4 separate regions of the Mus musculus genome follow, and regions 2, 3 and 4 are each linked to region 1. Evidence: chromatin contacts called from public Hi-C and HiChIP or PLAC-seq data. All regions are on one chromosome and are shown on one strand. Each heading gives the region's core, a stretch centred on a gene start, on an enhancer-like site or on the middle of the called end of the contact. The rest is flanking DNA. Distances are from core to core; before and after follow the strand shown.

Region 1 (5,993 bases), core at 1,640-4,139:
AGACAAGTCAGATAAAACCCCAGACACTGGGAGGTTCCCTCAAAGGCCATTCCCTCTATGGCATTTCTGTTTCTTCCTCATGGGTGATAGATACACTATTGACTCAGCCATTTAGCCTGGATGCCCCCCCACCACTGGCCTCTCGCCCCACATTTCTCCGCAGTGTAGAATGATATTAAATCAGAGAACCCAGGGCTTGTCTGTCGCAGAAGCTCTGGGGATGCTTTGTGCGCACTGTCTCTGCAGGGTTTCAAGCTTCCCTTAGAATGCAGAAAGCTTTCCCTCCTTGGAGCACAGGGAGATATGGGGGATGGGGTACTTCTCTGAGCAGTTGGACATCACAAGATAGCACTAGCCTTGAAGCCTCTGAGTGAGATCAAGCCCCTAGGTTTTCATCCTGGGTTGCCATTCATTTATTCCTGAAGATGCCAAGATATAGCTATGGTCACTGTTCGTGTTTTAGTAGTAGGGTATTTTTCAACTTGAGGGGGATTTTCAAGAGATGTGTGTAGCTGTGACTAGGGTTGTATCTGTGCCTACTTGACTTCTGAGATCCACCTCTGTCTACTCTCGTTGTCCAGGACTCCCTTTGGTTCTCAGGGTCAGACACACCCAATCTGTGAGGCATCATTTCAGAAGGAGACTGGAGAAGAGGGAATGACCATCTGGTGCCATGCACCTGGCTGAGAGCAGCCCAGTGTGGACCCTGATCTGCTCCCTGGGGTTCCCAGCAGGACCAAGCTCCCCGTGTCTGCCATAGTCATCTGTTCCTGAACATAGGGACCAGGTCTTTATTTCCTGCCGCTCACTGCCCTGGATTCCAGCATCCTGAATTCACCTTGAAAAGAAGCCACCCACACCAGATCCTTCTCTGTAGCTCTGCCCCAACAGTGACTTCAGATACTCCTATAGACTGACATCATTCCCATTCCAGAGATAGAAGATGTGGGGCCAAGGGGCTGGGGAGTGTGTTCAAGGTCACAGAGCTCTGGAAGTCACAGAACCCTCTCTGTTGGTTAAAATGGTAATGGTGTTTTTGTTTGTTTTAAAAGATACATTTGTTTGTTTGTTTGTTTATTATATGTAAGTACACTGTAGCTGTCTACAGACACCCCAGAAGAGGGCATCAGATCTCATTACGGATGGTTGTGAGCCATCATGTTGTTGTCGGGATTTGAACTCAGGACCTTCGGAAGAGTAGTCAGTGCTCTTAACCACTGAGCCATCTCTCCAGCCCCCAAAATGGTAATGTTGTTGAATGGACAGTCTCCAGCATCACCTAGGAGTCAGACCTCTGGGCCTGTCTGTGACGGAATTTCTAAGGTTAGGTTAACTGAGATGGGAGATACACTCTAAATGTGAAAACCACCATCCCTGGGCTAGGATCCAGGCCTGGATACAAAGAAGAAATTGAACTGAGTACCAGCATTTGTGACTGTGGATGCCATGTGTGGTCTGCTTTCTCATGCCTTGTCTTTCCTGATGGGCATGATGTCCTCAATCGGGGACAGAATAAAACCCTTCTCCTTCTGATGGCTCTTGTAGGATATTTCTTCACAGCAATGAAAAAAAAAAACAAACTATTCTAAGCTCTCTAGAGCCCTGCCCTTTAAGCTTCCTCACTACTGCACCAGCCATCGGCGCTGGAAAGCATTTGTCCCAGGGCCTTTATTGTGTGCAGAGGAAACCTCAACCCCATCTGAGACAGGCTTGGTGATAATGCTGTTCTCAGAGGAACTGGGGTCCATGAGACACAGCTGGGAACATGTACTACAGCAGGAGAATTGGGGGAACCCTGAGACACAGCTGGGGACACACACTGCAGCAGGGGACATGGGGACCCTGAGGCACATCTAGGGACATGCACTGCAGCAGGGAACATGGGGTCCCTGAGGCACAGCTGGGACATGCACTGTAGCAGGGGAATTGGGGGACCCTGAGCCACAGCTGGGACATGAACTGCAGCAGAGACAGGCTTGGTGATAGCTTTGTTCTCAGGGGAAGTAGGGTCCCTTAGGCACAGCTGGGGACATGCACAGCTCCAGCTTGTCTACCCTCGATCCAACTTACCATGTGGCCGATGGAGAAGCCTAGAGGAGTATGGAACTCGGGCAGAAGCCAGCTTCTCTCTGTGGATCTGAGCTTCCTGACTATTGATGTCCCCGAGCTTGAGACTCAGTTTCCCCACTTTCAAAGTAGAGACCTCCCGATGACCTAGGAATAACTTCCGTGTACAGAACAGTCGACACTTTATGAGGTGACCCTCACAAGCCACTCAGCACAGCGCCCCACCATGGCAGTTGGGGGACACACACTCTGTAGCATCTATCTCGAATGAGCCCTGTGAACAACCTGGTTCATGATGACAGGATGCAGCCACCATGCGCAGGGTCCCTGAGTGAAGACGTGACAGAGTTGAGCAAAGGGTGTGTCTGGAGCACAGCGGACGCTCTGCGAATGAGCACTAACATCCGTGTCAAGTGTTATTAATTGTTATCAACATCACAGACACTGCTGACATCTGTATTGGGTACCTAACATTCACAGTCTAGGAGAAATGATCTCTGAGTTCCTGACATCTGGGGACTCTGCACATCACAGGGGAGAGGATGCTTCCATTCAAGGGGTTTCCTTCAAGAATAATGAGGCCATCGTTTGATGGGTCAAACACCAGGGACCCTGGTATGTGAGAATCCAGAAAAGAAAAGAATGACCCTTAGGATCAGTGTCTCCCAAGCACGGCCAGGGGTTGACTTACACTGTTGATCTGACGCTCAAATGGAACTGGGTGTCCTGTGTTTCCACTTGCTAGACCATAAAACCACTGGTATCCATGACAACAGCTCCTGTAACTTGAGGAGCCCAGTGACTCCCCAGGCTGCAGAGCTGGCCTGCCAAGGCTCTTGGCCTAGGCCCTGGGCTCAGTCACTTCCTGTGGCTGGCTGTCTTGAGCAGGGCTGGGCTTCTCTGCTCAAGTCGCATTAGGCCAGCTGTCTTGACTCCTGCGTCCTGGTGGATTCTAAAGTCTGTGGACGATTTTGTACAAAACTCAGGAACGTGGACCTTGCTGTGTGCACTTCAGGGTCCCAGGCGAGCCACCTGCTCTGGCACACCGTGGTTGGGTCCCCGGGCCCCGGCTGTGGTTGTAATATGACCCAGTCCAAGGCAGACGGGTGCTGACTTGCAGTGAGCAAAGCAGCCAGGACAGAGCAGCGTGGAGAAGGAAAAGAATCCGAGATGAGGCAAGCCTGGCCTCGGGTGACCTGGCCCGAAGGCGGCCAGCCAAAGCTGGGTGTGGAGACCTTCCTACGCACATCCTAGGCTGGCAGAAGGCTCTTGAGGTCAATGCCAAGGTCAAAAGCAGGCACTGAGTCACCTGGAGATGGGATTCAGGACTCTCTGTCCCAGCCCCAGCCTGGCCTCTTTCTCTGGCTTGTTGCTCTTCTCCTCCCTCTAGGCTGCCTCTGCCGAGAGAGGGTCCCTGAGTGGGTCCCTCCAGCCAATACTCTGGAGGCATCCCACCCTGGACTCGTGCTTTTAAAGCTGGTTTCTCTGAGTTACAGGCCAGAACTGGGTTCCCAAGCCAGGCTCTCATCACAGGAGAGGCATGGCTAGTGACCTTCAACTGTGGACCTTATTCAAACAGTGCACAAAACTCTGATCCTAAGGAGAGGCTCAAGCTGCAGATAAAAACCCCTTCCTTCCTTTTCTTCTCTCACTTCTCTCCCTCTGCCTTTCTCCCCCTGTCTCCCTCTCTTGAGGAAGGAAGGGCTCTTAGGAATGAGACAATTTACAAAAGGTTCTGCACAGCCAAGGCATCTCTAGAGCATTCTCAGGGCTCAGAATGATCGGAGGCAAGGAAGGCAGAGCGCCTGGCCAAAGGCCTGCAGCTCCATACGAGGGCTCTGCCGTGGCTGTGCAGCCTCTAAGGGTTTTGCTCTCCTGGTTTGGTTTGGATTAGATCAGAGGGGCCAGTCTGGGGGCCTAGTTGAATATCCCTGTGCTAGCCCATCCCTGAGAGTGCTGGTGCTGGGACATGGAGAAGAACAAAGTATAAGGACCCATAAGGACCATCCATGGGTGTAAGTAGGAGGTGACGCCCGCTGGGGAAGCCCCGGGGTCGGTGGGAAGGCACAGTATAAATGTGTCCATCATGGGGAGGATACCCCACCACCTTCCAAGCCACTAGAACCAGGAACCCACTATGTTGGAGGAAAGAAACTTTGGAATCTTCTGTGGGTGCAAGGCAGAGTCCTGGTCCCCTTCCTCTACTGATTCAGACTTAGACTCACACTATCTGTCTAGAGATATAACATATCGGCCAGTCTTTAACAGACATTCACGCTGCCCTGGTGTGTAGAAGTGTTTCCAAGCTTCACCTATACTGAGAGAATTGGAGTTCAGAGAAACAGTGAGCCACGTGAGAACACACAGCAGGATTCCCTGGGAACCAGAAGACAGGACAGGCTTGTTCTGGAGTGGATGGATGGATGGATGGATGAGTGGACACAGACAAATGGATAGATGGATAGATAGCTAGATAATAGGTGAAGAGATGGTAGATAGATGATAGATTAGATAGATGACAGATTGATAGAGGGATTCATAGATAGATAATAGATAAATAGATACATTATGATAGATTAGATAAATAGATGGTATGTTGATAGATACATAGATAGATGATTGATAGGTTGATAGATTGATAGGCAAATACATAGGTAGATGATAGAGATAGATGGATGGATAGATAGATAGATAGATAGATAGATAGATAGATAGATAGATGATAGACGATCGACTGATAAACACATAGATGATCAACAGATAAACACATAAATAGATGATAAATAGGTAATAGGTGGGTAGACAGGTTATAGATAGATCGATAGATGGATGGGTGGGTGGGTGGGTGGGTGGGTGGATGGATGGATAGATAGATAGATAGATAGATAGATAGATAGATAGATAGAATAGGTAGATGGATGGATGGATGGATGGATGGGTGGATGGATAGGTGGATGGATAGGTGGGTGAGTGGATGGGTGGGTGGGTGGATAGATGGAATGGATGGATATAGATAGATGGATAGGATAGGATAGATAGATAGATAGATAGATAGATAGATAGATAGAATAGGTAGATGAATGGGTGGATGGATGGATGGATGGATGGATGGATGGATGGATGGATAGGTGGGTGAGTGGATGGGTGGGTGGGTGGATAGATGAATGGATGGATATAGATAGATGGATAGATAGATAGATAGATAGATAGATAGATAGATAGATAACTGGATTAACAACTTAAAGGAATGGGATAATGAATTAATGTAAACACAGATAAATAAATAACAACCTGTTTGGAGTTTGTGAAGAGATGAGTCTGGGTTGGGGATGGTTGAGACAGAACTGTCCTGACTCATTTGACAACACCCTAGCTGTCCAAACTGTGCAGTTTCGGCCCTACAGTTTCTGGCCCTACAGTAGATTGAAGCTTTTACTTTTTTTTTTTTTTTTTTTTTTTTGCTTTGTTTGTTTGATTAGTTGGTTGGTTAGTTTTTTTTAATTCTACATGCTAACAGAGAACAGTCACAGAGCTCTTCCTCTTCCAGATGCCTCTTAAGTAGCACCAACCTCTGCCAGGCAGCCAGGTATAGGCCAGCAGAAGCCTCTGTGCAGGGAGAACTCAGTGCAGAAAGCCAGGGACGGAGTGGACAGGCATCCTGATCCTCTAGGGAGATGGATCAGGCTACAAACCCCAGCTCCAGAGGCCACACTGACCTGACCTGAGATATTCACTGATCCTTGTAACAGGCTGTGAGGATGGGTATAGCCGGCCCTCGTGGAATTAACCCATAGTGGGGGAAACAAAATCTTGCAAGTCAAGACAATATCCCTGACATTCGAATAAAGGTGTAGAAAGAATGAAGTATAATTACTGTGCAACAGGCTACCCAGAGCCTAGTAGCACACCCATCATGGACGCCTGGT
Region 2 (5,809 bases), core at 2,869-5,368, 160 kb after region 1:
CACAACCCATCACAGCCCACCACAGCCAGTAGGAGCCTACCACAGCTAATCACAGTCCACCACAGCCAATCACAGCTCACCACAGCTCATCACAGCCCACCACATCCAATAGCAGCCCACCATAACCCATCACAGCCAATCCCAGACTATCACAGTCCACCATATCCCACAACAGCCCACTACAGTTCACCACAGCCAATCCCAGCCCACCACAGCCAATCACAGTCTATCACAGCCCACCACAGTCCACAGGAGTCCACCACAGCCCATCCCAGACAATCCCAGACAATCCCAGCCCACCACAGCCCACCATAGCCAATCACAACCCACCACAACCCGCCACAGTTCACCATGGCCAATCACAGTCCAATATAGTCCATCGCAGCCATTACAGCCTATCACAACCCACCACAACCTATGACAGCCAGACAGTCGACCACAGCCCACCACAGCCTATCATAGCTGATTGAAACCCACCACAGCCCACGTGGCAGCTGAGTACCACAGCCACTCCTCTCCCAAATGAGAAAACTGAGACTTTAAGACACAGAGGTCCCTACTCCGGTGGCCGGAGATCCCAGAAGCTGCCTGGAAATCTCTCCTCCGGGAGTTTTGTCCCGATAGGTGGCCCGGAGGCTAGGAAGCTTTGATGGGCTGTACCCGGGCAGGACTTTGTCACCCCCACGATGTTTGGTATGGCAGCCAACCTTGCTGTGGGCCTCTACCAGCACAAGGCACTGAGGTCAGGAAGAAGCTGTGGTCTTGGATACAACTTAGATCCAAGGCTTCAAGGAGGGGCAGAAAACACAGAAGCTTGCCAGGTTCTAAGCTTCTAGGCAGGTGTTTTACCCTTGATTACAAGCTGGTCACGAATGAGCTGAAGAAGAAAGAACCCCCCTCAAGGATCCCAGCCTTACTTCACGGTCAATCCATGCTGCCTATGTGTCCTTCCAGAAGGTTCTTCATACTTCTGTGTGTGTGTGTGTGTGTGTGTGTGTGTGTGTGTGTGTGTGTACACGCACGCATGTGTATGCACGGAGGTCCACATTCGGTGCCCCCCACCCCCATCAGTCTTGAAATCACCTTTTGAAACAAGGTCTCTTACAGAACCTGGAGCTCACTGATGGGGCTAGCCTGGTCTCCTGTGTCAACCTGAAACAGCTAGGGTTATTTGAGAAGAGGGAAATTCAGTTGACAAATTACCTCCCTAGGATTGGCCCATATGTAAGTCTTCAGGACATGGTCTTGATTGATGTTTGTATTAAAGGATCTTGTCCACTGTGGGTGGTGTCATCCCTAGGCAGGTGGCTCTGGGTTGTGTGAGCAAGGAAACTGAGCAAGCCATGGAGAGCAAGCCAGTGAGCCACGTTCCTCCGTGGCCTGTGCTTCAGCTCCTGCATCCTGGTTCCTGCCCTTTTTGAGTTCCTGCCCTGGCTTCCCTCAGCAATGAAGGTGACTCAAGAGTTGTAAGATGAAATAAACCCTTTCCTCTCCAAGTTACTTTTGGTCATGGTGTTTCCTGACAGCAGTCAAAGCCTGACTAGATCACCTGGATGGCCAAGGAGCTCTAGGGAGTCTGCCTGTGTCTGCTGCCTTGGCCTGGGGGTTTGCAGGTGTGTACTGCCAGGATCAGCTTCTTATGTGGATGCAGGGGATTTGAACCCAGGCCCTCATGCTCACGTGGCAAGTACTCACCTGCTGAGCCACCTCCACAGCCTGTTCCCTTCACGAGATTTCACACTAAAACATGGCTGGCCCAGAACTCACTATGAGGCTCAAACTAGATTTCAGCTTTCAGCAATCCTCCTGCAGAAGACTCCCAATAGAGAGATTACCACTGAGCATCCTCCACCCAGATTTCTCCATATGTTTTTGATGATATCCTCACGTGTACTCCATTCTCAGGGACAAGGGGCAAGCTCAAAGATTCCCCTCCTGCACTTGGGGAAATGGGTCCGTGTCTGTCCCACACAGTCTTTCTCAGTGGTCTAGAGGAAAGGTCCCAACACAAGTTTTACTCTCCCAGTATGTGAAAGACACCAGCTTCTGCTGCTCCAGGCAATGCTGGAATCAGGCCTTGCTTGCACATGGGAACAGGCTCCGTTTGCATTTAAAAAAAAATCTATTTATTTATTTATTTATTATATGTAAGTATACTGTAGCTATCTTCAGACACTTCTTTCTTCTCTCTCTGGCCCTGCTCATTCCAGCCCAAAGTTTTATTTATTTATCATATGTAAGTACACTATAGCTGACTTCAGACACACCAGAAGAGGGCGTCAGATCTCATTACAGATGGTTGTGAGCCACCATGTGGATTTGAACTCAGGACCTTCAGAAGAGCAGTCATTGCTCTTAACCTCTGAATCATCTCTCCAGCCCCTCTGTTTGCATGGTACATAGGAGCTGCAACCCTGGTTTTCTGTGTGATAGAAAAAGGCACACATGTCCCCAAGATGTCATCAACGGAATAGCTCAATCCTTAGTTCCCTCACAAGTGAAATGTGCAGCCTATGTAGAATATTAAACGTATTCAGGGCTAAATGAAAGGCTTGGCAGTTAAGAGCACTGTCTGCTCTTCTAGAAGACTCACATTCCATTCCCAGCACCCACGTGGTGGTGACTCAAACCATCTGTAACTCTGTTTCCAGGGGGTATGATGCCCCCTCCTGGCTCCCACGAGAACTGCATGCACATGGTACACATGTACATACAGGCCAGACACACACACACACACACACAAAATAAATCCCCAAAGAACATATACACACACCATAAATTATACATGCACTTGTTGGCCTGGCATATGCACATCATATGTGATATATGTGCACCTATCAGCCTGGTGTACACACCACAACCTCACCAGGCATAGGCATATGATATGTTATACATGTCATATATGCATGCACATGTTGGCTGGGCATTTACATATAGTATATACAAGCACCTATTAGCCAGGTGTACACATATCTAAATTATATATACGTACCTGTTGAGCAAGCGTAGACACATCATATATACATCTACCCACAAGGGGTAAACATACACATGGTTTATACCTTTCAGCCACGTGTGACAATACGCACCTGCCATTTAGCACTTCGGAAACTAAGGCAGGGGGGTGACAAGTTCCAGACTGGCCTGTACTGTACAATGAGACCCTGTCTCAAAAACAAAACAGAACAAAAAGCAATCACACAAAAGAAATACACCCATCATGAGACCGACTCACCCACACCTGGCAACCAGCAGCCTGGACCAGCAGGAGACAGTCTGTCCCCCACCCCCAACACCCCCCTCCCACTGGCCTGAGGCTTGTAGCTGCTTCCTGCTGTTGCTGGATCCTCTGTGGCCTTTTGGCTCAGTGTTTCCAACCTCTGCTCCCTGCCTCAACCGCAAATCTGCCAAAGGAAAGTGTAAAAACAAAACATCTTTACGAATATGCAATGGACGCAGAAGACAGGAAGAACACAGGGTCCCCAACAATCATCGGGTAGCCTGGACCCGGCTCACAGATGTCTCCTAAGACTCCAAGTGTTTCTTAATTGTTTAAAAGTCGGAATTCTTTACAAGGGAACAGTGGTTTGCACAAACAATGTATTTGCTTCAAACCTGCCCTTTTCATGTGAAGGGCCTAGAGGACCCAAGTGTGTGCTGCCTGACTCTAGAGATCATTTTAGCTGGGCTGCATAATGTCCCCTGGGGAAGCAGGGACCTCAGGAGCTTAACAGAGGGTCCCAGCCATGTGTCTCCAGGATTGACAGAGGTGCTGTGCGTTGTAAGAACTAGAGTTTGGATCTTAGGCCAGGCAGAGGGTGGAGGAAAAGAAGAAAGATAGCCAGGGATCACGCCTTGCAGCTCTGTGGGCTAAAGGTGGAGGTGGGATCAGAAGCCCCTTAGTCTCAGCCCCTCCACCCCCCCCCCACCCCCCAGCAATCAGCAGTCTGTGGAGGCCACACTGTTGGATGGAAGGTAGGAAGAGACCGGTCAGGAGAGACCTGTGTGGCAGTCCACAAGAAGCTCACAGAGCTCTTCGGTTCCCCTACCCCAGCCTAGTACGACAAGCGGCCACAGATTAATAGCACAGTAAACGAATGCTTTCCAGAACCTTCTGTGGCAGGCTCTTCTGATTTCAAGACAGTGAGCACACACACAGGTCCTGGATCTAAGTTCTACATGGGCCCTGCTTGACCACCCACACACCCTGAGCTAGCCTTCACTCCTCGAAACCTCAGGTTCCCCTTCTAGGAAGGAGGGCTACCACCCTGAGTTTGAAGCACAAGTTGCAAGGTGACAGGAGACCCACAGAGCTGTGACTGGTGTGCCAGCTCCCTGGGATACCCCGCAGGGACGACCACTTTGCTTCCAGGACACTTATCCTCCAAGAGGGTAACTGTAAGGCTGGGCATCCTGGGCTGGGGAGACCCAGGCTCTGGCTCACTGAAGTCTCTCAAACACAATCAATTAGGCATCCCTATTAGCATATTTTTCATTGTAACGCAGCCACAGAGAGGGCGTTCTTGGACTGTTTATTGCTGCTCTGAGCTAATATTTGTTAAAGTGATTAATATGTTTTTCAAACCTCCGTGACAAGCCGAGCAGGCGGTATTCATCTCCACCGCGGGGGCTGCGGAGGGGGGGGGGAGGGCGGGAGCCTCTGCAGAGGCCTCAGGGACCCTGCCCCGCCCAGCTCCTAGGACCCCATCTCCTCCCTGCCCTGTTTCCTTCACCCTCACATCCCCTCTGCAGAGCATCTCCATTGCTAGAGCAAGCGAGTCCTCCCAGGTTTCTTCCCCTCTGTGCCTCTCTCCTCCTAGTTCTTTTCATGTTTACCAAAGCACCGGCTGTCCCTCCGCCCCTCCGCCCCTCCGCCCCTCCGCCCCTGCACCCGCGCCGGACCCTACTTTTTAAAACCCACGGTGAAAAATGCTGAAAACACGGCACCACAACACCCAAGACTGTTCTGCGGCCCTAGAAACATCCTAGGTCTCGACCTGCGACGCGAACCACCCACACAGCATGAGGCTCTGAGCATAGGAGTAGGGTCGGTCCTTAAGAACCAAGGAGAAACTCAAGCGTTGGCAACAGTGGGGGCGGAGGCACCGCATGAAGGATGGAAAGTCCAGCCCAGACCGAGGCGTGTTGCAGCTCTCTACCACCAAACAAAAAAAGCTGATCTCCAAGAGTTCTGGAGTGGAAATCGGTCCTCAAGCTTGGGGAACAGAGGATGATGATGATAATGATGACCATTTGGGGAGGATGGTGATCATCAGAGGGAGTGCTCACCATGGGTTGGGGGAGGATGCTGATCATTCAGGGATGATGATAGTGGGGGAAGGGTAGTAGCTGTGTGGGGAGCAAGTGGGGAGGATGGTGATCATGGAGGGGAGGATGTTGATATGTGTATACAGGAGTTCTGATAACAGCCACACACCATGGTTTTCTGTATTAATCATGCTTTGTGGTTGCTGGCTTTTCTATGCCTTCCTTATCTGAGGTTGGTCTTATAGGCAAGAAATAGTTTATACATTGCACCCTCTGGAGGTCCATTTTGGCACTCTCAGAGTCCAGAGCCCATCCCTCCTCAATCGACAGGGGTCTTGAACCCTCATGTGGAAGTCACTACCTGGTGTACCTGTCATCCCTGGGTCCTGCTCACATCTTTGAAGTTTTGAGTTCCACCTAGGACTGGGCTCCCATGGCTCTAAGGAGGCCTCCATCTTGTTGGCAAAATATCAGACAGGCGCAACCGGAGGGAAGAAGGGCTTGTCTGGCTCACAGTTTCAGAGATCTCAATGCCTGTGGC
Region 3 (6,227 bases), core at 2,103-4,602, 180 kb after region 1:
CAACCACGTGGTGGCTTACAACCACCTGTCATGGGATCTGATGCCCTCTTCTGGTGTGTCTGAAGACAGCTACAGTGCACTCATACATATAAAATAAATAAATCTTTAAAAAACCAAAAAACAAAAAAGATCTGGGCGTGTCTCCTCAACACCCGTTCCCCTTCCCAAGTGTGAGAAGGTTGCCTAAAAGGGTAGAATCCCTGCTGGTAGCAACCACCACTATTGCTATGGTGACCAGTGTTCCATATTGGAAATGGCCAGGCCCAGATGGACATGGACACCTGACTGAGGGTCATTTGTGGCAGGGTACCTGAGCATATGAAAACCTTAAGCTCATTTCTAGAGGAGAGATGGTTGGGGCAGGGGGAAATGGAACATGCAAAAGGCCCCTCACAAATAACTCAGTTCAAACTGGCCTTGGCCAAAAACTCAAGAAGGAATAGAAGGACAAGAGGAGTGGGTGGCCTTCTGGCTATAGTGTAGATGGGACATGGGACGAGACATGTTCTTAACAGGTACAGACTGTGGTAAAGAATGCCAAGTGTCAGTAAGTCATACCCCCAAGAAACCTAGAACTCAGTCATGAGGAAGCATGCCAGGATGTCACCCAAAGCTTGGGAGGCCAAGGCAGAAGGACTATGTGTTCCAAACCAGCCTGAAGAACTCTGCCACAACCCTACTCCCCAGCCTAATATCCTCAACAAAGAGATTACCTGTTGAAGGATACAGAATCAACTGCTACCTAGCAAGGCTTGCTCCAGCAGCTCAGGTCTGTCAGGTCTAAATGACTGTCTCTTCCCTCCCTCTGTTCAGCTTGCTCCTCTTGGATGCCCTGTGTTGGTGTCTGAATATGAACTGTCCCTCATGGGTTCTCCTTTTCCAAGTGGCGTAGTTCCCAGAAGACAACTCTATTTTGGGAGTTGTGGAGACTTCGGGAGGCAGGGCCTCTAAGGGATGCACACCATAGTGGGCAGGCCTCTGGAGGTTGTCTCCATGCCTGCTCCTCTCTGTCTCACTCTCTCCCAGCTGTGAGTGTGTCAGCATTTACCATATCCTCCCCATGCTGAGCCCCGGAAACTGGGTTGAACCTGCTCTTCCCGCCCTCGGGTGGTACTCTCAGGAATTTGAGTCAGGGTAACAGTTACTCTGTTGCCACTTCTCCATTAGCTTTTTCATAGCTGTGACAAATGCAGTCTTGGGAAGAAAAGGTCTGCTTTGGCTCCCAGCCTGTCAGGAAGGCCACAGCCCAAGAACAGGAGGCAAAGGTTACAATGTATCCACAGGTAGGCAAAGGATACACTATATCCACGGGTAGAAGGAAGCAGAGAGGGGGGGGGAGGGGGAAGGAGGGAGGGAGGAGGGGAGAGATGGATGATAATCCAAACTCATTTTCTCCTCTGTGTGAGGCTCAGGTCTCTCCCTGCCATTGGGACACTGACTGACTGCCACATTCAGAGTGGGTCTTCCCATCTCAGTTAATTGACTCTGGAACTCCCTCGTAGACATGGCTCCTGTCATGCTTGGTGGCCTCATGGTGGAAACCACACCACTTACCCAGCCTCTGCTGGGCCATGGCACAGTCCCACACATGCCTCTTCCTGGTCATCCACACCTCATCTTGGGACAGGGGATCTGATGGGCCCCCAAGGGGAAGAGGCTCACCAACCATAAAACAACATTCCTTGTACTCTGCTTCAGTGATACTCAGGGAAACTGAGTCACAGATCCCTGGAAGATCCCGACACAGCAGGCTGGACTGAGCTATGTGGTCAGCCTGGGCTCTGGGTTTTCCCCTGACATCTTCTGCATCCCCATCAACCCATGTTCTACCATGGCGGTGCTCCCACGTGGAACAACGGTATGGCCAGTGACACCCACCCTCTTGGTTATGCTGGCATTTCAGGGTTACAGCCTGTAAGTCCCGTGGGCTTCTCTCTGCTCTTCTCTACCCTTGATGAGGGCTTCTGGGCAGGGAGCCTTAGGGCAGGGCAGGGAATGAGCTGTGTAAAAGAGCTCAATCACCTTGGTCACAGCTGGATGCCTTAGATGCCAAGTGGGAGGTAGGAGTCAGACCCCAGCTGCCCAGGGTTCAGCTTTGCTGCAGTGACTTCAAAAGTATTTCCAATACTTCCTGCCTCCCATTCACCAATGCAGATTCCTTCAGACAAGGACTTGGTGCTTAATGCTGGGATGGGGACAGCAGCCCAAAACAGGTGACACGGAAAAGAGGCTGAGTGCTGTGGCTGCCCTTCTGGCCTGTCATCTTCCCTTCATGAAGAAGTGCCTTCCTCTCTTTTAGACACAGCTTCCTTCCTAGAGCCCTTCCTCAGGTGCCATAGGAAACCCAGAGACTCGGCAACTTCTTGTGTGGACACAGCAGAGCTCTGGGCAGACTAAGCCAAGGCTGTCCTGACTGACTTGGGGGACAGCAGAGCATTGGTCCTCGGCAGGCTTCGGTAGCTCCTCCCCGCCCCCATCATACCCTCAGTGCCCAGAGCATAGTGAGTATTCAATGCTTGTGACCGTGACCGACAAGTAAACCAAATGACCTGAAATGCTTACTTCATGCCAGACCTGTCAGGATAAAGGCACTAGAGATGCTAATGTTGAACGGGTTTAGTGAGAATCCTCCCGGGAGCACTGCAGTGCTCCCCAGAACAGCCTGCCTTACCTAACACGCAGACAACAGCCTGGATTCCTGGAGGAGTCCCCAGGACAGCAGCTATCTAAAATTAGACCTGCATTGGCCAGTACTTGTAGTCACATGATGACATCGCAAGGGCGTGTAAAATGTTCACAGATTAAAAATAAATCAGTGGCGTACAGGGGTGAAAATTAGGCAGGTGCCCTGAGCCCAGAGTGTCCCAGCAGGGGGCAGCATCTGTGGTCAAGGGCAGATAAAAATGTTAAAACCATTTGACCTGTGAACCAGGGAGGAGAAAGGATTTCACAAGGGCCATCTACACAGTGTGGAGAAGGCAGCACTGTCCTTCCTGGAGGGCTTCCTGGATAGAGAGGCATCTAGGCTGACTCCCTCTTTCCTGAGAGAGTATAAAAAAAAGGGAACATGAGCCACAGGAATGAGTAATGAGCACCCAGGATTCTGTTTGTTGATTGACTTACTGAGCACACACCCCACAGGTGCACACTCACAGCCACACAGGCCATGTTGACATGCAGCACATATAATCATCAGAAAATGGGGGCTCTTCGGGCCTCTAGGCAACATCTTTGGGAACAGGATTGATTCCTGAGAAAACAAACAAATCCACACGCCCTAGCCCGCCTCAGCAGCCCCACACTTTTTTTTTCTTCCCAAGCATTATGGAAATGAGATCGGAGGGGAGCCGCATCATAGCTCAGCTATTTCCTGACGTCTGTCCTTGGGGCCCAGAGCCTGGGCTGCACACCACACACATCTCTTCCTTGGCTGGAAGGGGTAAGTTCGGAGCCAAGAGCCCCAAGATATGGGGAGGAGGCACGAAAGGCCTTTCAAACAGACCAGCCAGGCTGTCTGGCCACAGAGCTAAGCTGAGAGGTCCAAACCGGCCCATCCCTGGCTGCAGCCGCTGAAGGAGAAAAGGAAGGCCATGATCCTAACTGAAGAGATCCACGGGGTATTAGAAGGATAGCCACATGTGCCCACACTCCCTCCCCCTCCTGCCCTCCCACCTCCCCTCTCTTCTTCTTGCTCTTCCTCTCTCCTTCCCTTTTCCATCCTCCTCTCCCTCTTCCCTCCTCCTCTTTCACCTCCCTTTTCTTCTCCGTCCTTCCCTCCTTTTCCCTTCTCTCCTTTCTCACCTTTCTCCCTCCTCCCTTCCCCTTCTTCTCCCTCTTTCTCTTCGTTCTCCCCTCCCTCCTTCCTTCCCCTTCTCCTCTCTTCCTCCTCCCTCCTCCTCTTCTTTCTCCCTCCTCCATCTTCCTTTTCTCTGCTTCCTCCTTCCTTTCCATCCTCCTCTCTTTCTCTCCCTCCTTCCTTCCTTTTCCCTGCTCCTCTCCCTTCTCACCCCCTCCTCCTCTCCCCTTCTTCTCCTTCTTTTCCCTCCTCCTCCCTCCTCCCTCTCTTCTCCCTTTTCCTCTCCCCTTCCTCTCCCTCCTCTCTCCTCCTCTTCTTTCTCCCTCCTTGTCCTTCCCCTCCCCCTCTTTTCCTCTCCTTCCTTCCTTCCTTTTCCTTGTTCCTCTCCTTCCTCCCCTTCCTTCTGCTCTCCCCTCACTTCCTCCTCCTTCCTCGCCCTCCTTTGTGAGTCTCTCCACCTCTGAAGCTCTCAGAATCCTCTTTATATGCGTGCTCCGAATTCTTCCTCATCTCTGAGTCTCAGACCTGTTCCATCATCTTGCTCCAGCGTGTCTCTGTCTCACCTCTCTCTCTCTCTTTCTCTCTCTCTCTCTCTCTCTCTCTCAAGCAAGTAGATGAAGCTGGAGTTGTCTGAGAATTCCAACCCTATAAACAAAAACCCCATGATGAAACAGACTCTAATAAGGTCCTGCGTTGTGCCTACCAAATGACCACAAGGAAACAGCTCAACCACCAGGCCTGTCGTTAGCAGTGGGCAGAACAATGGGTTCTCTCAAACCCATGTGGCTGAGGTGCCACATGGGCCTCGCTCACTGAGCGTGGTCTAGAAAGTCCATCCACCTGTGGACCATGGTGCTTTGCTGGGAACAGGGTGCAGGGACATGGGGTCCATGACTAACACCCCCACCCACCCACACACACACACTTGTCTGAAACAGTGGAAGTCACACATGCTGTAAGAATCATGTCCAGGGTGCTGGCTGCAGCAGCCCTGATCCTGTGGAACCCTGTGGGTGGAATGAGCTGGGTCTGTAGGTCAGGCCAGAAAAGTACACACTGTGAACTCTCTGCCTCTCTGATGCTTCACCTGACGGCCACAAGCCCTCAGCTTGGATGAGGGAGGGTAAGCCAGGCTAACAACCACATCTGGGAGACCCACGATGTCCCAAGGAAATATTTAACTTATTTCAGCCAAGTTGGGTAATGGGCTTGCTCACCCCAGTGTGACTCCACCTCAGTGCTGGGCAGTGCTCGTGGGGAGAAAGATGGTGGCTCTAAGGACATTCTTGTCCTTTTCTACAGAAGTCACCTGCTGCTGGGATACAAGGAGCCATGGAAGCAGGGAAGGGAGTGGAGGCTGAGACCATGTGAGCACATGGGGCTCTGGGAAGAGAAGCCTAACCACTCGGGCATGTATGTGAGCACGGAAAATGTCCAGAAGGATCAGTCATGCCTGTGGGAGAGATGCCAATTAGCACTGAGATGGCATGGCTGGGCATGGTGGCCCCACTTAACTCCACTACACCTGTGGGCACTGAATTGTTTAAGCAGGTGAGCTTTGTAGCCCAGTCAGATTCCTGCAAGCTCTGTGAGATGGAAGGCCATCTTCCTGTTCTATCCACTCCAACGGCCAAGTAAGTTAAGGACTCTGGGAGGAGCTCAGCATTGGGGTTCCGGGGAGAAGCATTTAAGTGACCCCTAATGCCAAAGGGCAAAGGCTACTGGGCCTGCTTCTTGATGAGCTGCTCATAGCCCAAGGAGGACAGACTCACCTTGTGTAGAAAGTGTGTCACCTGACACCATTGACCTAAGCAGGCTTGAACCATGGACGTCCAGGGAAAGAGGATTCTCATCTTACAGACAGGAAATGCCAAATGTCCAAAATGTTGGGGCCCCTCCCCCAGCCACCTAGCGTAAGCTGAGGGGCCAGGATGAGCCCAGGCCCCATGCTACAGAGAACCAGTTTCTTCCAGATATCACTCCTTATTATCAACAAACTTTGGAGACAGGACATCTCTGCCTGGCTATGTCTGTGAGAGCGGAGGGGGAGGAGACTCAGAAATCAGTCTCAGGTGACCTTCACTGGACACCTTCGGAATCACCTAAAACGGCCACAGGATGATTTCGGGGAGGAAATGTCGAACACTCAGGTGCATGATGGCCAATCACAGATAAGATTTCAGCCTTCCTGGTTTAGCTGTGCGGTTTCAGGCAGGTCCCTCCACCTGGCACTTTCCCTGTGTACTATGGAAGTGACACCAGTCTCAGTGGGGATTGGCATGGAGGAGAGAGATCAGCATGGAACTCCAGGAGCAGAGAAGGTCTCCATGAGAGAGTGGGCCGCGGGCCACCTAAATGTGTGTGGACATGTCACCCTCGCCCTTGCTCTCCCATCAGAGCACAGAGCAGGAGGGGCCCGTGATCTTGGACA
Region 4 (6,058 bases), core at 806-3,305, 220 kb before region 1:
AGATCAGAGCCCCCACTTGAGCAGCTATTCCCTTTGAGCTTGAGCTGCAGAGCCTGGCAGTGCCAGGGGCCATTGAGAGGAGTTATGTGGACAACCTGTTCCCTTCCTGGCAACTGTCACATGTGGTGGAGATTAGCGATTAATAGCCCATTATTGCAGACACTCTGCTCTGACCTGGGACAGTCAACAGGAGCCAGGGTGGGGGACAGATGGCTGCTCACAGATCCAGACATGACATTGGTTGGCTGGGGCATGGTGCTCTCTAGCCAGCCCCAGTGCAGGGGAGACTTAGCTCTGAGCTCTGAGCTCCCTGGGGTCCATGGACAGGGCAGAGAGTTGGGGTGGGGTTTCAATCTAAACGAAGTCACCTAGTAAAATCAACATCTTCAAGTGGGGAGCAGTGCTGGACCCAAGTTCCACAGTCTAGAACTCTGGGTCCCCAAGGGGAGGGCATAACCCGGCTTAACAAGGCCCATGCATGCAGCAAGCCCTCTGCACTCAGTGAGGAGGAGGAGGAGGAAGAGGAGGAGGAGGAGGAGGAGGAGGAGGAGGAGGAGGAGGAGGAGGAGGAGGAGGAGGAGGAAGAAATACCTACCTAGCCCAAGGTCACCTAAGTTCAAAATTGTTGCTGCTTCAAGCATACTCTAGAATCTCAGAACTTTATCCTAAGGGCAAGGTCATGTTGTTATCCCCTATTTATGAAAACAAAACAAAACAAAACAAAACAAAAAACAGCCCACAAAATAGTGGTGCTGGGAGTTGAGGTGTCAGCCCCCTTGTGTTCTGTAGCTTCTTCCATGGTTTGCAGATATGGAACAAGTGATGGGGTCAATGTGTTCATCACCCAATACTATATAAAAGGCACTGAGACATGCTGGCTTAGAAGGATAGGTTCAGGCGGGGACTCTTGAAGTCCTGGTGGGCTTTGGAGAGGAAGAGAACATTATGAGTGATGCTCTTCAGAGCCAAGCAGTCTGCATTGGGAGTTCTGTGGCCATGTGCAGAAGGTCACCCCACCAGAACTGGGGAACACACTTCCTCAATTGAAGCTCAGAGTAGAGGCTGGATATCCAGACACTGCCCCAGCACCTGTCATCACTGCCTGTGGCTCAGAGGGCATGGAATATACAGAGGCCAGGATAGACTAGAGCAGGTACTCCATCTACACAGATATGGAGGAAGCCCTTATCTGTTGGTTTTCTAGGTGTGGCCAGTCAGAAACCCCCTCACCTAAGCTCCGTGTCTTAGGGGAGAGAAGTGTTAGTTGGCTTATGTTTCTATCTCATTGTTCTTCACTGAAGGAAGTCAGGACAGGAACTCAAGGGCAGGACCCGGAGGCAGGAGCTGATGCAGAGGTCATGGAGGGGTGCTGCTTGCTGCCTTGCTCACCATGGCTTGCTCAGCTTGCTTTCTTATAGAACCCAGGATCAGCAACCCAAGGATGGCTCCACCCACAATGGGTGGGGCCCTTCCACGTCAATCACTAAGAAAATGCCCTATGGCTTTCTTACAACCTAATCTCATGAGGGCATTTTCTCAATTGGGGTTCCCTCTTCTCAGATGAATGTAGCTTGTGTCAAGTTGATGGTAAAGCTAGCCAGCACAATTGAGCCCTTGTCAGTTCAACGCACTGCTAAGTCATAACCTTTCCATTTTTGTTTATCCCAGAGATCACGCATTAATACCAACACTACACTACAAAACATCTAACTTTTAAAAGTCCTGTAGCCGTTAAAAAAAATCATACATTTAAAAGTCCAAAGTATTTTTAAAATATTAAGAGTCTCTCTAAAAAGTCTCAACCGTTCAGAAATCTCTCAACTGTGGGCTCCTGGGGGGAAAATAGTTAAATACTTTGTTACTTCAGGAGGAAAGAGCCAGAGCACAATCACAACCGGAACAAAGTAATACCAGACTCCAACGGTTTAAGTAACACAGTGTCAATATCTGGGATTCACTCGTGATTTTCTGAGCTCCTCCACAATGCCTGTGTCACTTCTCTGGCTCTGCCCTCTGCAGCACAAACAGCTTGTCGCATAGGCTCAGGCTGGCTTCATGACTGCTGTCCTTGGCAGTCGCCCCGTGTGACTGGCATCTCAAAAATGCTGGAGCCACTGTTACCACTGGGCTGCACTTTCACCAACAACCTCTCCTGGGCTCTCCTCTATGGTGTCAAGTCCCCCGACCCTTTCCATCCTGGGCTTCAACAGCCATGGAGGCTGGACCTTTGCCAGTGGCCTCTCACAGTGCCAAGCATCAGTTGCTTTCCACAATGCTTCCATTCCTTCAAAACTAGTATCATCTGGGTGACTTTTACTCATTGCTATGTCCAACTGCCAGTGTGAGATGCAGCCTTGGCCCTCTCTGAATCACAGCTCCATGAGCTGACACAGAGGAGACATTCCCAGACTTATGATCCTCAGTGATGCTGGTCACCTCTTAATCACTGCTAATTTCTCACCTCCAGATGACCAGCATCAATTGTCCCAGGAACACAAAGGTTTCACTTCAGTAGTTTTGGTCTCTTGTTAACCATAGCTGATGCTTCAGCCCCAGCTCACCAGAACTGCTGAATCTCAAAATATCAAATAGCCCCCATAGAGTCTAAAACATCACAATCCAGGGCTCCATTGTCTGCTTCTCTCTCTCTCAACACTCTTTATCTTCCAAGCTCCCACAGAACTGTTCACCAAGCCTCAAACACTCAATGGTTTTTCCAACCCAAAGTTCTAAAGTCCTTCCCCAATCTTCCCAAAACACAATGGTCAGGTCTGTCACAAAATCCCACAATCCTGGAACCAATTTCTCACTGTTTCTACTGCTCTGGTGAAATACATAGCCAAAAATGACTTGGTGAGGAGAGGATTTATTCAGCTCATACGTCCACATCACTGTTCAACACTGAGAGAACTCAGGGCAGGAACTTAGAAACAGAAGCTGATGCAGAGGCCGTGGAAGAATGCATGCTTACAAGCTTACTCAGTCTCCTTTCTGATAGCACGCAGGACCACCTGCCCAAAGGTGGCCCCACCTACAATGGGTGGATCCCATGCCAATGAATAACCGAGAAAATGCTCTGCAGGCTTACCTACAGCCTGATCTTATGGAGGCATTTCTCAGTTGAGGGCCCTTCCTGTCAGATGACTCTAGCCTGTGTCAATTTGGCATAAATCTATTCAGGATCCTTTAAGGGAGTTCCCCAGAGTGAACGTTGGTGGGATCTTGCTTCAGTCTGTCATTGAGACCTTGAGAGAAGTGGTAGACATTGCCTTACGTCTTCCCAAGGGGATGGATTTTAGCATCAGACAGTGGATGACCCAGTATATGTCAGACAGCCTATTCCTCTCAGCTGTAATCTCTGACCACTCAGCCAAGAGAACTTTCAAAAAGCCACAAGAGGGGCTGGGTTCCAGGCACAGGAGCTGTTTGCCTCGATGAACACCCACAGGGAAGACTGCTCTTTCTATGTTCCCATCTACCCTCATGCCATGCCTACTGTGGACATTTTTAGAAAGTCAGTTCTACAGACTTCAAATATACACATGCACATATGTGTACAAGTGTGTTTGACGGCCTGCACACATGTGTGAATCAGTATGCCGGTGTGTAAACCTGCACGTCTGTTATGGCAAAGTTCGTGGCAGGATCTGCTATAGGGCAGATCTCCATTCATCTGCTCCATGTAGAGCATTTGAATCAACAAGCATCACCGGGCTGAGTGATGGCAGGCGAAGCCTGGGGAAGGTGCCTGGAGATTTCCAGGTCTGCCATCTTGGGTCTGATGAGACCCAGGCAGGGAAGTTTGATAGTCAAGAAAATCTCATCAGAACTGGAATTCCTGTTCCCATCCCACTCTCCCTAAGCGTCTTAATTAGGGTTTTACTGCTGTGAACAGACACTGTGACCAAGCCAGTTCTTAAAGGGACAACATTTAATTGAGGCTGGCTTACAGGTTCAGAGGCTCAGTCCATTATCACCAAGGTGGGAGCATGGCAGGTCAGCTGGGTTTTTACCTGCATGGGACCCCTTCACTGTGACAGAAGCCAAGCACCAACAAGCCCACAATTGGCAACCAAGGAGATTTTTCCCCCCATGTGTGCAGAGGGGAACTTTATGCACAATGCTTTCACTAGGAATATTCTGGGTCAACAGGCTGATTTGCATAACCTCTCAGCTTTTTCAAGTTAATACAAAATGCTCCAGAGACCCAGCTCCAGAGTCTCCTCTGAAAGACACTTGCTCCTTCCCTGAGCTTCTGGGTCCCAGGCCTGTGCTTTGTGCTGGCTTCTGACTTGTCTCGACTTCTAGCACGGGCCCCACAAGTAAGCAACTGTCCTCCAAAGTTAAGGGGACAAATGTTGGTCCCAGCCAAGCAGGATTGGAACATGAGGACACTGACTTTGGGTAAATTTATTTTAAATTTATAGTCCACCTTCCTTTCTTACCCTACCCATGTGCTAGCCCTGCCTATGTGTGGTTCATGACATTTGAAATCCTTAAAGTTAAATAAGGTTTTCCTATGTGAGACGGGGTAGTCTTGGACTTGAGATCCTCCTGCCTCAGCGCTGGGCTGACAGCGCTGGGCTGACAGGTGTGTTAAAATTCAGCTCATCTGTTATTATAACCATGAGTGAATTGTTCTTTTTGTTTTTTTCCTCCCAAGGAACAGCCCAGCACTCTCCCTTCACGAGTTGAGGAAGTTACTTGGATACAGTGCTCACCTTGTGAGCATGAAGAAGAAACCCACATAAAAATATGTGGAGTGACGCACAGATGTGATTCCAGTGTTCAGAGGCAGAGACAGTGGCCTGGAGGAGGACCTGCCTCCTGAGCATGCTATAAAGAGGACAGACAGAAACTTCTGGTTTCTCCAGAGAACCTGATGGGCTCCCTTTGAAAGATGCTGACACCTGGCAAGACTTGGAGTGTGGGGGTAGATCTGGGCTAGAGGTTGCCACAGATTGAAAGGGTCTGGTGGCCATGAGACATGGTGACGCCCAGGGGTGCACAGAGCTGAAAGTCTGAGAGCTGACACTGCTCACATATCCCTTCTCCATCCTTCTTGGACCTTTCTCTCCTCAACAGAGGACCTCGCCCAGCCATTAGGTGCCTGTGGGAAAACCAGCCTGAAGCATCCTCCCCTGGGTGAAGCTCATTCTTGTCCAGCAGATATGGTTTCCAGCTCCTCTGCAGCCCTTACCTGGGCACCCTAAACAATGGAGACTTGGCCCACTGAACCCTGAGGTCCCATTTCTTTTTTCTCTTCAGGGACCCTTGGAGTTCTCATTGGGTGCGATCTGTTCTGCCAGTCTGTCAGCTTTCATCTTTGCCCATGTGGCTTCTCACCCTGGCCCACTACAGACTGCCTCAGCAGACTCTGTTGGGGACCCATGCCCCCCTCTCATGTCTGCAGGCCCCCCTCCGCCACAGCTGCTGAGCACCCAACCTCTGAGTCACTTAGCGTCTATTTCTCCCAGGTGGAACAGCCATGCCCCACAGGCTCAGACCCCTTGTGACAGAGCTGATTTGGCTCTCTGTGCACCTGAGCCTCCCATCTGGCCCCCACATGCTGCTGCGCAGGTTACTTTATGGAGATAATAAATATGACTTCCTTAATATGGTTTTGCTTAGGTCCCAGCCATGCGCTCAAGCAAATCTTCCATTTAACACCTGACTTTCTCTTCAGAGGGAGCTGGGAAAATATCGTTAGTGTGTTCAGCTTGCTGTGAGGGATGGGGAAGATGCTGACCGAGGACCAGAGACTGGGAATGTCTATAGGTGTGCACCCAAGACACCTCAGTGTTCACAGGCTCCACTGGGGAAGTGACTGTGTCTTGTGGGAGTCCCTGCAGAAAGTCAGATGCGGTGTGGGGGATGAGCCTGTTATGTTGTCTGCCTCTGGGAGAAGCAAGCTCGCCATCCAGTCAGTGTCAAGCTCCTAGGGACATGTTGCTAGCCCTCACTGGCTACAGCATGACCTTTAGCATTTCTGTTTGAGTGAAGATGTGTTTTATTTTGTGTTGTGTGTTGCTAGCAACAGCTGTTGGTGGCTTGGGGG

What was found. A called contact is a pair of places that touch in the nucleus more often than the background predicts. HiChIP or PLAC-seq counts read pairs in DNA pulled down with a chosen protein or histone mark.
Region 2: a contact with region 1 is called in a Hi-C map of uterus. The contact joins two enhancer-like sites. A contact is called at or near these places in 3 of 484 Hi-C or Micro-C datasets (nephron progenitors and uterus) and 2 of 115 datasets of contacts at active chromatin or transcription factors (craniofacial prominence and heart atrium).
Region 3: an H3K27ac HiChIP or PLAC-seq map of the NIH/3T3 cell line shows a contact between it and region 1, with 3 times the contacts expected there. The contact joins two enhancer-like sites. A contact is called at or near these places in 3 of 484 Hi-C or Micro-C datasets (adipose-derived mesenchymal stem cells, embryonic fibroblasts and psoas muscle) and 2 of 115 datasets of contacts at active chromatin or transcription factors (the NIH/3T3 cell line and craniofacial prominence).
Region 4: an H3K27ac HiChIP or PLAC-seq map of heart atrium shows a contact between it and region 1, with 6 read pairs. The contact joins two enhancer-like sites. A contact is called at or near these places in 2 of 484 Hi-C or Micro-C datasets (nephron progenitors and ventricular fibroblasts), 2 of 115 datasets of contacts at active chromatin or transcription factors (fibro-adipogenic progenitors and heart atrium) and 1 of 9 other capture datasets (embryonic stem cells).

What each region holds. Positions count from the first base shown.
Region 1 is chr5:111,797,092-111,803,084 of GRCm38.p6, reverse strand. Gm36535 (a long non-coding RNA gene) reads right to left here. Exons shown (of 2, transcript XR_003955955.1): 2 at 1-2,214. Among named protein-coding and RNA genes, the nearest start is that of Gm36535, 6.7 kb to the right of the region's middle. Within about 2 kb of position 2,889, at least 175 of the 459 cell types and tissues checked have an H3K27ac peak or open chromatin away from gene starts, as enhancers often do. A contact at or near this core is called in the NIH/3T3 cell line, adipose-derived mesenchymal stem cells, embryonic fibroblasts and 2 more, where this site is marked.
Region 2 is chr5:111,638,735-111,644,543 of GRCm38.p6, reverse strand. No RefSeq gene overlaps it. Among named protein-coding and RNA genes, the nearest start is that of Gm36386, 22 kb to the left of the region's middle. Within about 2 kb of position 4,118, at least 13 of the 459 cell types and tissues checked have an H3K27ac peak or open chromatin away from gene starts, as enhancers often do. A contact at or near this core is called in uterus, where this site is marked.
Region 3 is chr5:111,617,361-111,623,587 of GRCm38.p6, reverse strand. No RefSeq gene overlaps it. Among named protein-coding and RNA genes, the nearest start is that of C130026L21Rik, 39 kb to the right of the region's middle. Within about 2 kb of position 3,352, at least 59 of the 459 cell types and tissues checked have an H3K27ac peak or open chromatin away from gene starts, as enhancers often do. A contact at or near this core is called in the NIH/3T3 cell line, adipose-derived mesenchymal stem cells and embryonic fibroblasts, where this site is marked.
Region 4 is chr5:112,015,113-112,021,170 of GRCm38.p6, reverse strand. No RefSeq gene overlaps it. Among named protein-coding and RNA genes, the nearest start is that of Gm36794, 72 kb to the right of the region's middle. Within about 2 kb of position 2,055, at least 12 of the 459 cell types and tissues checked have an H3K27ac peak or open chromatin away from gene starts, as enhancers often do. A contact at or near this core is called in heart atrium, where this site is marked.